Regions from separate parts of the Gadus morhua genome. Here region 1 is linked to region 2. A link is a contact called in public Hi-C data. All regions are on one chromosome and are shown on one strand. The core of a region is the stretch at or near the end of the contact, and the rest is flanking DNA. Distances in the headings are between cores, read along the strand shown. Region 1 holds the start of ccdc88b (coiled-coil domain containing 88B). Region 2 holds the start of macrod1 (mono-ADP ribosylhydrolase 1).

Region 1 (6,244 bases), core at 2,193-4,692, 180 kb after region 2:
ATCGGCGCGTTCCCTCGCTGTGCATTAACACCAGAATAGACACAAGCAACGTTTTTGGACTTTTTTGTTTTAGCTGCCTCCTGACGTCGCTATTGCAGATATGTCAATAACATGAGTCTGCCAGCGTGGAGTTTGACCTAGGTACGTCCTTGTGTAATAAATAGTAAATATTCAAATAATAAAAATGATTAAACCTGCACTTTGTAAGTTTTCGCATTAACAACTTAAAGTGGCTTTAGTCTGAGCCTCAGTTGTAGGATTTCAATTCCAGACGACAGTTAGTGTCTCTGAGATTACAAAAGTCTGAATAAAAATAATAAAAACATTTATAGAGACAGAATCCCTGGATGGAAAGCCGCAGTAGAAAATGCATATAGGGCAGGTTTAGGAGTGTCTATGGTTGCCGACAGAGGCAATCAGATTAAGTGAATCCCAACTCTGGATCGGAACAGAGACGCTCTGATTACCGAGTGTTTTGTGAGCATTTGAATGGAAACACTTTTTACACCAAGGAGAACGTGATTTAAGTTAATCACTCTGGATCCCCACTCTGGTTTGAGGGAATAAGCTATTCAGGGAAAAACACTAAGCCTAATGGGAATGCTAATGCTAATATCACTTAATAGCACATACATATTGTTGTTGATTGTTGTTCTGTGGCGTACCATGGAGGACCGATCAGAAAGGGGCCTTTGAACACTTAGAGCTGCCGTAGATATGATTTGAGAGTTATAAAGAGAGCATGCCATGTGATTGACAGGCAGGATAGATTCATCTAAACCAATCAGGCATCTCTTCCCTGATTGGTTTTGTTGAATCCATCCTGCATCAGAAATGAATATGGCGACCGGCCTTAAATCGAATGCTTGGATACAGAGGCAAGCACTGTCAACTCAGAACAGATATTCTTTCAGAGCATTTCACTTAAAAAGCTGATTGACGACTTTGGCATTTCTAACCAATTACAGCTCTTAGATCCTACCTAAAGGCCCTTTCATTTATTTTTAAATGTTTAAAGTGTAAATTCAACCTCCTTTAAAATCCATTTCAAAGGTTGATTTTAGCATATGTGTACCTGGTAGAAGGCCCTGAGGTGGCGGTTCAGGATGGAGAAGTTCTGCAGTCGGAGCATGCGGCCTCCGGCATCGCGGTGGTAGAGTTGCTCCACCTTTGGGTTGGGATCTCTGAAAACACAGCTAGTAAGTTAGAGATATGGTTCCTTGGGGTGTCTGAGAACACAGCTCAGCTAGGTAGAGATACTGTTCCTTGCCAAGAGATTACAATTCACGCAACAGTGAATTGTGTGCACGGAGTAGGGATCAAATTTTAATCAGCCTGAGCATAACACCAGCAAAATTAGGTTGCGAAGTTTGTCGAGAATAATAAATAATGATTAATGTTTCATCGTTGGCGGTTATAGACTTAGATATAACCTTATAATGAGTTAACAGAAGCACGCCTCTCACTGGAAATGGGCTTAGTATTGCAGCTCAACTTGCCTGTGTATCAATAATGTTAAAACAATATTGAACTCAAATTTCTGTCAGACCTACCAAAGTATAATTAGACTGTTGAATTATACTGTTCAAACAAAGATGCTATAGAATAAATTCAAAATGTCTTAATGATAAATGGTTTTACTTTCAAAAGTATTCCTTTGTCCTTGTTTGTATAGCCTTGGTTTATCTCCCAGTGCATGTGAGTAGAGGGTGCATCAATAATAATAATAGGCCTTATAATAATAACTACATGAGTCAAGAGATGGTTTATTAGGTATCCTTTGAATAAACTTGATAAACACAATAATCGAAGCGTCTTGGTACCATCTCGGAGTGCAATGCTTCCTTGGATTACAGCCATGTTTCGTGTGGAATAGAGTCGAAGCGAAACCAAAATCTTGGTCATGCTTACATCAACCTCATGACCTCGTTGAGGAAGACCCCGTCGGTCAGCCTCGTATACCAACTCCCGGTTCCCCGGGGGGGCGGGTCTGCGTCCGGGTACGGGCTGTGGGGGGGCGGTCTACCCGCTCCGTCCACCATGGGCTGGAACAGCAACACCTGGGCCCATGATCGCACGTCAACAACAGACAAAGCGACAACGCGGAGGCTCGGAATATAGACGGAGGTATATGATATGGTCCGCTCGGGATTGTTGTTTTATTCTAACGTCGATGGCTCGTGCGCGCCTGTAGTGTGGCATTCTATAGTCGGCCGACAGGAAGCTACTTCAGACGGCACGGGGCGACACCTGTTCGGACAGGTGGGCGCCGCGCTGTCACACTGGGAAGCACTTCACAGTGAAGAGAAGAGCCAAGCGGGACGGCGGCCAAGGTCTTCCTGTGCTGCGGCTCACTGTGCCAGTTCACACTACAAAATAATGAGGTTTAGTCCCAATCCCGGACCCGGGCCGCCTCTTAATAATGCACTGTCTATAAAATGACCTATAAGCGAAAAGCATTGGCAGTAAGTTAAACTGAATACATACATATTGCTGAGGAGCTGAGGCCTAATCAGCCAGATTGTATCTGTGTGCGTGTGTGTGTGTGTGTGTGTGTGTGTGTGTGTGTGTGTGTGTGTGTGTGTGTGTGTGTGTGTGTGTGTGTGTGTGTGTGTGTGTGTGTGTGTGTGTGTGTGTGTGTGTGTGTGTGTGTGTGTGTACGTACGTACGCGCGCTTGTGTGTGCGTGCCTGTGCAATGTAAACCCTTGTGGTTATTACTGCAGTGTCGTGGTGAGTGTGATGAGACACTAATGGCGTGTGTGTCATTAGTGTTATTCTCTGCAGTCTATGCAGCGGTGCGAAACTGTCAGAGGAAGCAGTCAAAAGGAGAAGTTTGCTTTGCTCTTCTATATGAACAATAGAGAAAGAGACCGTAGAGTTTGTATCTATTTTCTTTCTTTTTGTTTGTTTGTTGTTTTATATTGTTGGTAATGGTAATGCGCTGATGTGTTTCAATAGGCCTAGTGCTGGGATACTTTTGATTGGCCTCTGTTCATAATAACGAGAGCCCATTGCTTCTTAAATGGAATATATATCCATGAGACCTGAAACAACTTGATAGAAGTGCTTGGTTTCGTGTGCAGGGCTAGACTACTTGTTTTAAACTATTTCACGGTAACGTCCAATAATAAAGTCTTTATCGACCATCCGCTTCATGTCGGTTTGAAAGGAGTAATTTATAAACCACGTACCCATTTGGCCAACGCACTCTCCAGGAATTCCTCTATTAACTCCATGTTAGCCACCATCGGTGAGAGATCAAAGGACCACTTAATCAAACAACAATAGCCAGCTCAAGGCTACAATCAGAAGGAGAATGAGTGTTTCATAAGGACATGTCGGTGGCCCTACCACTCCCTCCCTCTGCGTGACTTCTCTTTCTTCCTGTCAGTCATCTAGTTCTGCAGCACATTGCAAAACCGCACCGGAGTGTTCAACACGCACGTGTTACGTATGTGGAACCACCGTCCTCCTCCTCCACCTCCTCCTCCACGTCCTACATCAGAGAGACCCCGGCGTTTCAGCCCAGCACCCTCAAGATGGACGAGGGGACCATGGAAAGTATTGAGTTTTATTACCACCTATGTTAAACAATGAACCCATCCGAATTAAATTTGTGTGACAGATTCAAGTTTAATTTCCTGCCAATGACCAGCTCTAATTTAGATAAGGCAAACGAGATGCGCGAGATATCTGCTTAATTAATTTCAACGCTAGGAACTAATGAAGTATTGTACAACAGCGAACTCTGCTGGTGGTAAATGCAAGGCGGCTGTCGATTGATGGATAGACGCGGCCTTATTTATTCATTCGTTCGTTTGTTTATTCATTTATAAATGTTTTTATTTGTTTATTTATTTACACATTTCCCTCCAAACAATAAAACCAACAACAGCCGTCTTCTGTTGAGTTCTTGGGATTTTAATTACAAATCACCAGTATTCCTAACCTTTCATTTACATATTCTAAATATTTGATGAATCTTCTGAGAGAATAATAAATAAGTAAAAACCTTTGCATGGAAATTCTGTAGATATGGTATTATTCTGGAACGGAAACAGCCCCCTCTAGGATATGACAGAACCAACAGTTGGTTTGTCTGTGGAAATAAAATCAGTTTCCTTGACTTGCACACTGTTACAAACTGTGAGCAGGGTTTCTTGCACTGCAGAGCACACCCTTCCAAATTTGTGCGTGCATGTGACTGTGTGTATGTGTGTGTGTGTGTGTGTGTGTGTGTGTGTGTGTGTGTGTGTGTGTGTGTGTGTGTGTGTGTGTGTGTGTGTGTGTGTGTGTGTGTGTGTGTGTGTGCTGATAATGCTTGTGCAGCAGTTCTGAGATTATCCACAGTGGGATTATCAGATTGGTATAGAGCTGCCAGAGGATGGAAGATGACAACCTTCATCTCGTCACACCCTTGTAGGACACTGCTAAACACACACTCAGACTCAGTGCATACAGACACTCGCTGGCCCACTGTCGTACCTGCTGAACGCCACTCTGGGGTTCTAGACCAATCTACCAGCGGGTCATCCACCAGTCTGCCCCCATTCAAACATAACATGTACAAAATGTAGCCAACACTACAAAGCAGTTAAAAAGATCTACCTTTAATATTTTTAACAACGTTTAACAACTTATCAGACGTCTAACAATTACATTTCAGTCGGTAACTCTAGCTGTGCTACAGATAAATACCCTGGGCGTGGATTTCTCTCACATGAACATAATGTAACAGTGAGTCGAACAGATTTAAACAAGGGGCTTTCACGGACAATGATGTCTTAGTGGGCGGACACAATTGGATTAATTCGAGTTGGCTTGTTTTTAATAGATGCAAATCCTACCCCCCTGTGCTTTACTCTCTCCCTACGGCGAAACAAAGGAGCGCCGCACCTCTCCTGCAGATCACTGATGTTGACACGCTCCGTGATAAAAAGAAAGAAAAGCTCCTACACCCAGCGTGTTGCTGTGCAAAGCCCGATATCCCCCCCCCCCCCCCCCCCCCCGACGGGCCCCCCCCCCCGAACCCCCCCCCCCCCGACGGGCCCCCCCCCCGGAACCCCCCCCCCCCCCCCCCCACGGGCCGGCAGGGCGCACAGTGGAGCACAGATGCTGCTCCGGCCGGGTATAAATCAGCCTACCTCGTCGGACTCCACAGATGTTGTACCCCGACGCCCCCTCCCCGCCACCGCCTGCCAAGTTTAAATCACTGCAACCCCCCCCCTAAAAATAAACTCCCCCACCCCTCTTATCACTCCCGCCACACCGATTAGGACGCCGCGCTGTTCTCTCTCTCTCTCTCTCTCTCTCTCTCTCTCTCCCTCTCCCTCTCCCTCTCCCTCTCTCTCTCCCTCTCCCTCTCCCTCTCTCTCTCTCTCTCTCTCTCTCTCTCTCTCTCTCTCTCTCCCTCTCCCTCTCTCTCTCTCTCTCTCTCTCTCTCTCTCTCTCTCTCTCTCTCTCCCTCCCTCTCTCTCTCTCTCTCTCTCTCTCTCTCTCTCTCTCCCTCTCCGTCTCTCTCCCTCTCTCTCTCCCTCTCTCTCTCTCTCTCTCACTCTCTCTCTCTCGGCTCCTCTTCTCAGTTGGCAGGCTTCTCGCCCGCCTCCTCGTCGGCGGCCCCCCCCTCGGCGTCGGGCCCCACGGGGCCGATCTTCAGCAGGCCGAGCACGGCCGCCCGCAGGTCCACCAGGGAGTCCTTCAGGCCCTTCTCCAGCAGGTAGCCCTCGCTCTCCTCCTCTGGGTTCTCCAGCGCCATGGCCCCCTCCACTGCCGTCTGGAGGTACCGCATGCTGGCGATCACCGACACCTGGGGAACCCGAAGGTCAGAGGTCGGCTGATGTCAGGATGAGGGGGCGGGGGCCAGGGACGGGTCTGACTCTGTTGTGGTCGACGCCACAGAGAACGAGGTCCGGGCGTACGGTTTGAACCGGTGGAGCCAGTCTGCGCTGGTTCACACGCCGACGCATTCTTAGATCATTTAAACCGTTGCTCAGGTTCAATTCATCTTCAATTCAATAGATTGCCAAGCATCACTGTGAAGCGATAATCTTTTAGCAAATCTGTCACGGATCATTTCACCGTTTGTAATTTGAATCTATTATGTTGTTATTATGGATACGGTCCAACATAACACATTCAATCCAATTTGTACTTGAATGTGTTCATTTCAAGTACCATTATTTCCAGCTTTCCAGAAGAATTCTAAAGCTACGCTACATTAATGTGAGATTAGCCGTGCTGTGT
Region 2 (6,289 bases), core at 861-3,360:
CAGATGATGTGGTCCTCATTGGATCATCGCCTGTGACCTTCAGCACTCACTGGATCGGCTGGCGGCCGAGTGTGAAGCGGCTGGGATGAGGATCAGCACCGCTAAATCTAAGGCCATGACTCTTAGCAGGAAACCGGTGGATTGCTTACTCCGGGTAGGAAATGAGTCCTTATCCCAAGTGAAGGAGTTCAAGTACCTCAGGGTCTTGTTCGCGAGTGAGGGTACGATGGAGCTTGAGATTGGCCGGAGAATCTGAGCAGCGGGGGCGGTATTTTGTTCGCTTTACCGCACCGTTGTTACGAAAAGAGAGCTGAGCCGCAAGGCAAAGCTCTCAATCCACCGGTCGATCTTCGTTCCTATCCTCACCTATGGTCATGAGGGTTGGGTGATGACCGAAAGTATGAGATTGCGGGTACAAGCGGCCGAGATGAGTTTTCTCAGAAGGGTGGCTGGCGTCTCCCTTAGGGATAGGGGGAGAAGCTCCACCATCCGCGAGGAACTCGGATTAGAGCCGCTGCTCCTTTACTTAGAAAGGAGTCCGCTGAGGTGGTTCGGGCATCTGGTAAGGATGCCCACTGGGCGCCTCCCTTTGGAGGTGTTTCAGGCACGTCCAGTGGGGAGGAGACCTCGGGGAAGACCCAGGACTAGGTGGAGAGATTATACCTCAACACTGGCCTGGGAACGCCTCGGGATCCCCCCGTCAGAGCTGGTCAATGTGGCCCGGGAAAGGGGTGTCTGGGGCCCCCTGCTTGAGCTGCTCCCCCCGCGACCAGACCCCGGATAAGCGGATGAAGATGAGATGATGAGATGAGACATTCGTCTTACCAGACCAGAATGTCTTCTTTGAAACCTACACAGCGATGAACGCCCTCCTCGCCTGGGCTTGAAACAAGCTGCAAACGTAAGACCACGCAATCCTACATGTGCAAGACCTCTGTGTGGTTCATTTTGCAAGCATCACCAACCTACTTAGCCTATCTTCTATCTCTCTGTCTCTCTGTCTCTCTCTCTCTCTCCACACCTGTCTGTGTGTCTCTCTACGTCCGGCTGAGGAGCTGTGTTAGGAGCGGAGATGTAGAAATTGATGCTGACATGACTAGATCACTGGTTCTGGATCCAGTACAGGCGACTTTTTCCAACCGCACCCCTTTGGCTCTTCTACCCTCCCCCCTCCTCCCCCCCCATCTCTCTCTTCCTTCTAGATAGTATTTCTCTCTTGGTCTCTCTCACACACACACACAAACAAACAAACAAAAAACAAACAATGGTTTACCGTCAAGCTCCTCCGTCGGTGATGATGCTATAGGAAGCCCCTTTCCCTGGAGTCTACGAGCCTTGTCTCTTCTACCCTGAAGGTCACCGGGTGTAAACGTACTAAAGTGTTGTTCTGCCGCTGTGCGCTCGCCTTCTTTCTCCCCTTGTGTGTGGGAGCCCTGAGGTCGGTGTCACTCCTGTTAGGCAAGTGCCTGCGGTGTCAGTTCTGTAAAAAAAAGAAAGGTTCCTCTTTGTCTATTTCCGGCGGGCGGAAGTGCGAGCGAGATGTGTGTTCACAGTTTGACTGAGCTGTAAGTGACTTCTTGTGTGCCAATGTGGGGGGTGTAGTCGGATGCAGTGTGGCCATTTGTGATAATCCGTGAGGCTTCGTCAAAGGGCCATGCATACTAGCACACACAAGCCACACACACATTCATCACGGACAAAGTGCTATTAATATGAGCTCCACTTTCCATTTCTCTGATATAACAAATAGTAGAATGGAGGTGTCATTTTCACCACAAATGTTGTAAACTGTGTTGAAGCATCATCATCATCCTGTTGCCAGTAGTAGCTCTACACCTTTCATGACTGTATAGTGTTATTCATGTCTTTCCTATGTGCATCCCAGATTTTCTTTATTGAACTGCATTCCACTTATTGTCTTAAATGTATGCTCTTTTGAATGAACACTATACAAAAAGGATTTGCAAAATGTAAAACAATTCAACAGATGTATATTTTGAATGTTCCATTTCAACTCGGTAGATGGCGACATAGCCTGGGCCATCTCTTTTACAGACGTGAAACGCAGCAGCCTAAATATGGGTCGGTGCGTCGGTGCTCCTGTTGGATATCCTCTTCCGCCCGCTATTGCGCACAAAACACCATATTAACATAATAATAATAGCTACAATGCAGGGTTGATGTAAATATTTTTGAATAAAAAATTGCTTTTTACTTCAACCCTCTAATTTCGGTACATTCCCAGCGTCACCCGAAACAGAAACAGCAAATGTTTGATTGTGGAACATTAAGAATCAAAAACGAAACCCAGTCACTGCATGAAGGCAGTGGTCAATGTCACGCATTATTGTAGGCCTATTATTTACCCCATGCAACATGACATTTAAAACATCCATCCTCCTTCCACGTATCAGAATCCTATCCTCAGCGGGTCGTCTGTCAGGTAATCGACTTGACTTCATGCATGTCAAAAACATTTCAAGTACTGCAGGTTTCCGTCCAAAACGACCCCTCACTCTCCTGTTTGGATCGGTGAGGAGGAATGTATCAGCTGAGTGCAACTGTGGAAGTCAAATGTTCGCCAAACAGTCAAGCACTGCGACCCGATGGAACAAGTTGTCAACAACAACCACGTTGCAGAAGGACGGGTTCACCCGTTCCCGTGAGAGGGGAGTTTTGCTTCGTAAAGTTGTCCTCGGCGCACTCGGGTTCGCCACCACTGCGGCCGTATGTGTCCACACCAGTGCCCGGGTCACCATGGCCGAAGGGACAGAATCTCTGAAGGTTAACCTTGAGTCCGCTGAGGCAGACTGGAAGGAGACCAAGGGTGAGACGAAACTAAAGCTGCACTATAAACAATGTCCTCTAGACTAGAGAACCCCAAATTAGGTAACATACATAGTGGAAACTCCCCGGGGGTAATTACGGCAATCACACTAAACTGAACGTGTAAACTTTAAGGGGGCACCACTTTCCATATACGACGTATGATTCATCATCTCTCTTTCTCTCTCAATCTTCTCTTCCTTAGACCGGATGCTGTCCTTGCCGCTGGATGAGAGGCGGCGGTTCTACAGGACCCGTTGCTATACGTCCCTGGACCAGGTCCCTGTGTGGAGTCCCTCTCCAGGCCCCTCTTCAGGTCAGCATGGCTTCACTGCACACAGCCGGGTGGGAGGGGGGGGGGGGGGGGGGGGGGTCGGACACAAAATCGACTACTTCTATATGAAATGTGTTATTTTGGTAATCATGTGTACTGAGATCCTGCCGATATTGGGTTCACCGATACGATACCGATTTTAATAGTTAGGTTGATATGCACATGTTCAACCAAATTCCCCTTGTTCTTAATCCACTATTTTTTATTTTAAGGGATGAATTCAGACGGATGTATTTTATTTTTAGTGATAGGCTATATTGTGTCAGAATAGCATTATTTATTCAGAAAATAATATTCAAGGCTCCGACATTTTTGACTTGATAATCATATGGTTTAATAGACTCTATAAGACAGGTCAAAACACCCAGCTTTCACAGCTTTAACCCCCCGATCTTAAAGATGACTGCTAGTCATAACTCAATGAACATTTACTGTTTTCCAAATGAATGAAAGATGTCACAGAGGTCATCGTTTTGGCAGGATTTAAAAAAGGACAGAAACAAAGTCTGCAGTCATATAATTTAAAAGCTTTAGGCCTTAGTTATTTCTTTAATTTTGCCTGCAATGCTACATCAACATTCGTGTTTAACGCTCCATAGCTTGCATGTGACCATATCAGAATTGGCACCTTGGCCCGCATCACTGCGGCATCTGTTTGGATCCATTGTATTAAAAACAGAATAAACCTAGTGTCTAATCTCCCGACGTGTTGTCTTTCAACTACGCAACGCTGTCCAGCGCGGCGCTCTGTGTCTCGCCTGGTGCGACGCACCACACGTCGAAGCTCTGCTGTAACCGAGTGGGACTCACACCGAGAGAGGATGTGAGACAAAATGACTTCACAGCACTTCACGATATGTTGGAAGAGTAGAGATAATGCAGATTAAGTTAATCTAGAGATAACGTGCACAGATCTTTTACTTCCCCATCAACCAATCTAATGGTAGAGTTGGTCAGATTTGAGTCTACCAATCTTTTCTTCGGTTACCCAAAACCCTAGAAAATAAATACACTGGTTCCTGACTTATTTAACTATAGGCTGACAACACAAATGGCAGATAACAACATACTGCAACCGCAACACTGAATGAACGCCTGCCGGGGACTTAACCACTCTGGTGCTCCAAGAAGAAACCCCAGACCGTGCTTATTTTGCGCTCAATAGAGAAAGAAATAAAGTGAAAAAAAAAGAATCTGCTGTCAAGGCTTATACATATAAATATAATACAATACATAGGGCCCAAGTTTGTTACGTTTCCAGCATTTTATTGCATGAGCTAGTTTGGAACTACCCCTGAATTCCACAGAAGGAACTGTTAGTAAAACTGCCCGCTTCCTACTCTGCGCAGCCAACTGAGGACACTGCCGGCCAACATCGGCAGACATTATTGCCATCCGATATATTGGTCAGGCTCACTACGCAAAATGGCTGACAGGGAAGATGCTGTTTTTACTTTTGAAGCACAAGGACAAACACCTGCTGCATCAGTATCATTATCAACTGTTATTCAGTGTTGACATCTCAAAGATTTACCTTGTAAATGTATGTGGTAAGAAGCATTAAAAACATACTCTTAAAGGGATACTTCACCCATTCAAAACCGGCGTTCTATCATTCTAAAATCGCTATTGTAATATAAAAAATATTTTTTGCCAGTCTTACCCAGTCTTCCCATGGCCCAGCTTTCCTGATCTAATTTTCTCCCGAGATGAGGTCAAATGACGCGTTTGACGTCATCACGGGAGAACTTTGCTTGCCTGCTAGAAGAGCCGAGGACTACAAGCCACTGGTTCCGCAAATTTGTGAGCCCACCAACAAGGAATGAGGGGGGGGGGGGGGGGAGCTTGCGTATGAGATGTAAACACAATGTCCGTCATGTTTCTTTCCCGCGAGAACAAATTTGCAATGTGAAACAGCCAAATTGAATTTTGAAATCTATTGTTGGATTTGGACATTCAGGGCTATTAGTACGAGCCAGAATACAGCCAGGAAGAATTGACACGAATAGAGGAGGAGGCTGCTGCGGCTGCAGCTGAATAAAACTTGCCTGTTGCCGAGGACGAGGAGCCGGAGCGCGCCGGTTTGCTCTGTTCGCCTATAGACACAACACAGAGTCCCTGTGCTGCAGCGAATTTCAGCGATGCCAGTTTCTTCTAGAATAAATGGCTGAATCTGGCGAGGATGGGGCCATGTGTGTAACCTCTCACCCAGGCTTCACGCCTCATCAGAACAGTTGGGTATTGGATACATATTTCCGGACCCAGAAAGTGAACTGGAAACGCCAGCCAAAGCCCGCCGGGAGAAACAGACGCCTGATTATAGAGTAAGTGTTAGTTTTTTTACTAACACATTGGCTACAATAATTTTGAGTCCCGGGGAACGTGACAATGTAGTTATCCGAAAGTAGCCGATCTTATTGGCAGATCATAGGCTACGCTACGTTAGCTTGAAATCCTGTGTAATGCTGTATAGGCTACTCAAGGCATCATTTTTACTTTGCTTTGCTAATGTTGTTCTCTTTCTTTCTTAGACAGTATCAGCTTCCTGTGTTGTCCAGGCCATCAGAGCTAATTAGCCAGCACAAGATGGACAGTACTGTTGCTACCAGGAGACAGTAGATGCTCAAGATGAGCTGGGACTATTTTGACTCAAGCAAACGCACCCTACACGTTTTATTTTTGTAAATAGTTCACATTTTTTCATGAATAAAACTTCAAATTCATGTTGGTTGTTGTGATTTGTTTACTAACCCAAGTACTGTTATGCTAAAGTAGGCCTACTGTATAAGATAAGCACTTATTTCAACTGGGGAGAAATAGTTGAGTACAAATACTTGATATGCTGAGCTAATGTAATTAGCAAATGTTTTCATGCTGTACAGTAATATACAAATGTTTGAAAAAACGAGGGCAGAAGTCTAAACCATTCAACGTATCACGGGGATATGTTCACACAAAGTTTGCTCGCGCTACCACTTGCACTAGGACCATGGGTCCTTCCCCCTCCAAACGGAAGCGGGCGGTGCAGCGGGCGCAATGCACTGTGGTAGTTTGAGGATTTCATACTTTTGAGCCAGAGAGACACTTTCTGCCTTTTCTCAGGCTAGGATACATAGAATTATTTACTTC

The links. A called contact is a pair of places that touch in the nucleus more often than the background predicts.
Region 1: a contact with region 2 is called in a Hi-C map of gonad, with 5 times the contacts expected there. The contact joins the promoter of ccdc88b here to the promoter of macrod1 in region 2. A contact is called at or near these places in 5 of 6 Hi-C or Micro-C datasets (blood, gill, gonad and 2 more).

The regions. Positions count from the first base shown.
Region 1 is chr10:6,904,319-6,910,562 of gadMor3.0, forward strand. ccdc88b (coiled-coil domain containing 88B) reads right to left here and starts at 3,443. Exons shown (of 28, transcript XM_030368402.1): 1 at 3,193-3,443; 2 at 1,912-2,060; 3 at 1,076-1,184. The coding sequence starts at 3,249. It overlaps rom1b (retinal outer segment membrane protein 1b), which reads right to left. Exons shown (of 5, transcript XM_030368403.1): 5 at 5,511-5,807. The coding sequence ends at 5,580.
Region 2 is chr10:6,724,934-6,731,222 of gadMor3.0, forward strand. It overlaps macrod1 (mono-ADP ribosylhydrolase 1), which reads left to right and starts at 2,111. Exons shown (of 9, transcript XM_030368418.1): 1 at 2,111-2,827; 2 at 3,032-3,142. The coding sequence starts at 2,335. It overlaps fermt3b (FERM domain containing kindlin 3b), which reads right to left and starts at 1,517. Exons shown (of 15, transcript XM_030368415.1): 1 at 1,274-1,517. LOC115552372 (a long non-coding RNA gene) reads left to right here and starts at 3,196. Exons shown (of 2, transcript XR_003978307.1): 1 at 3,196-5,484; 2 at 5,692-5,883.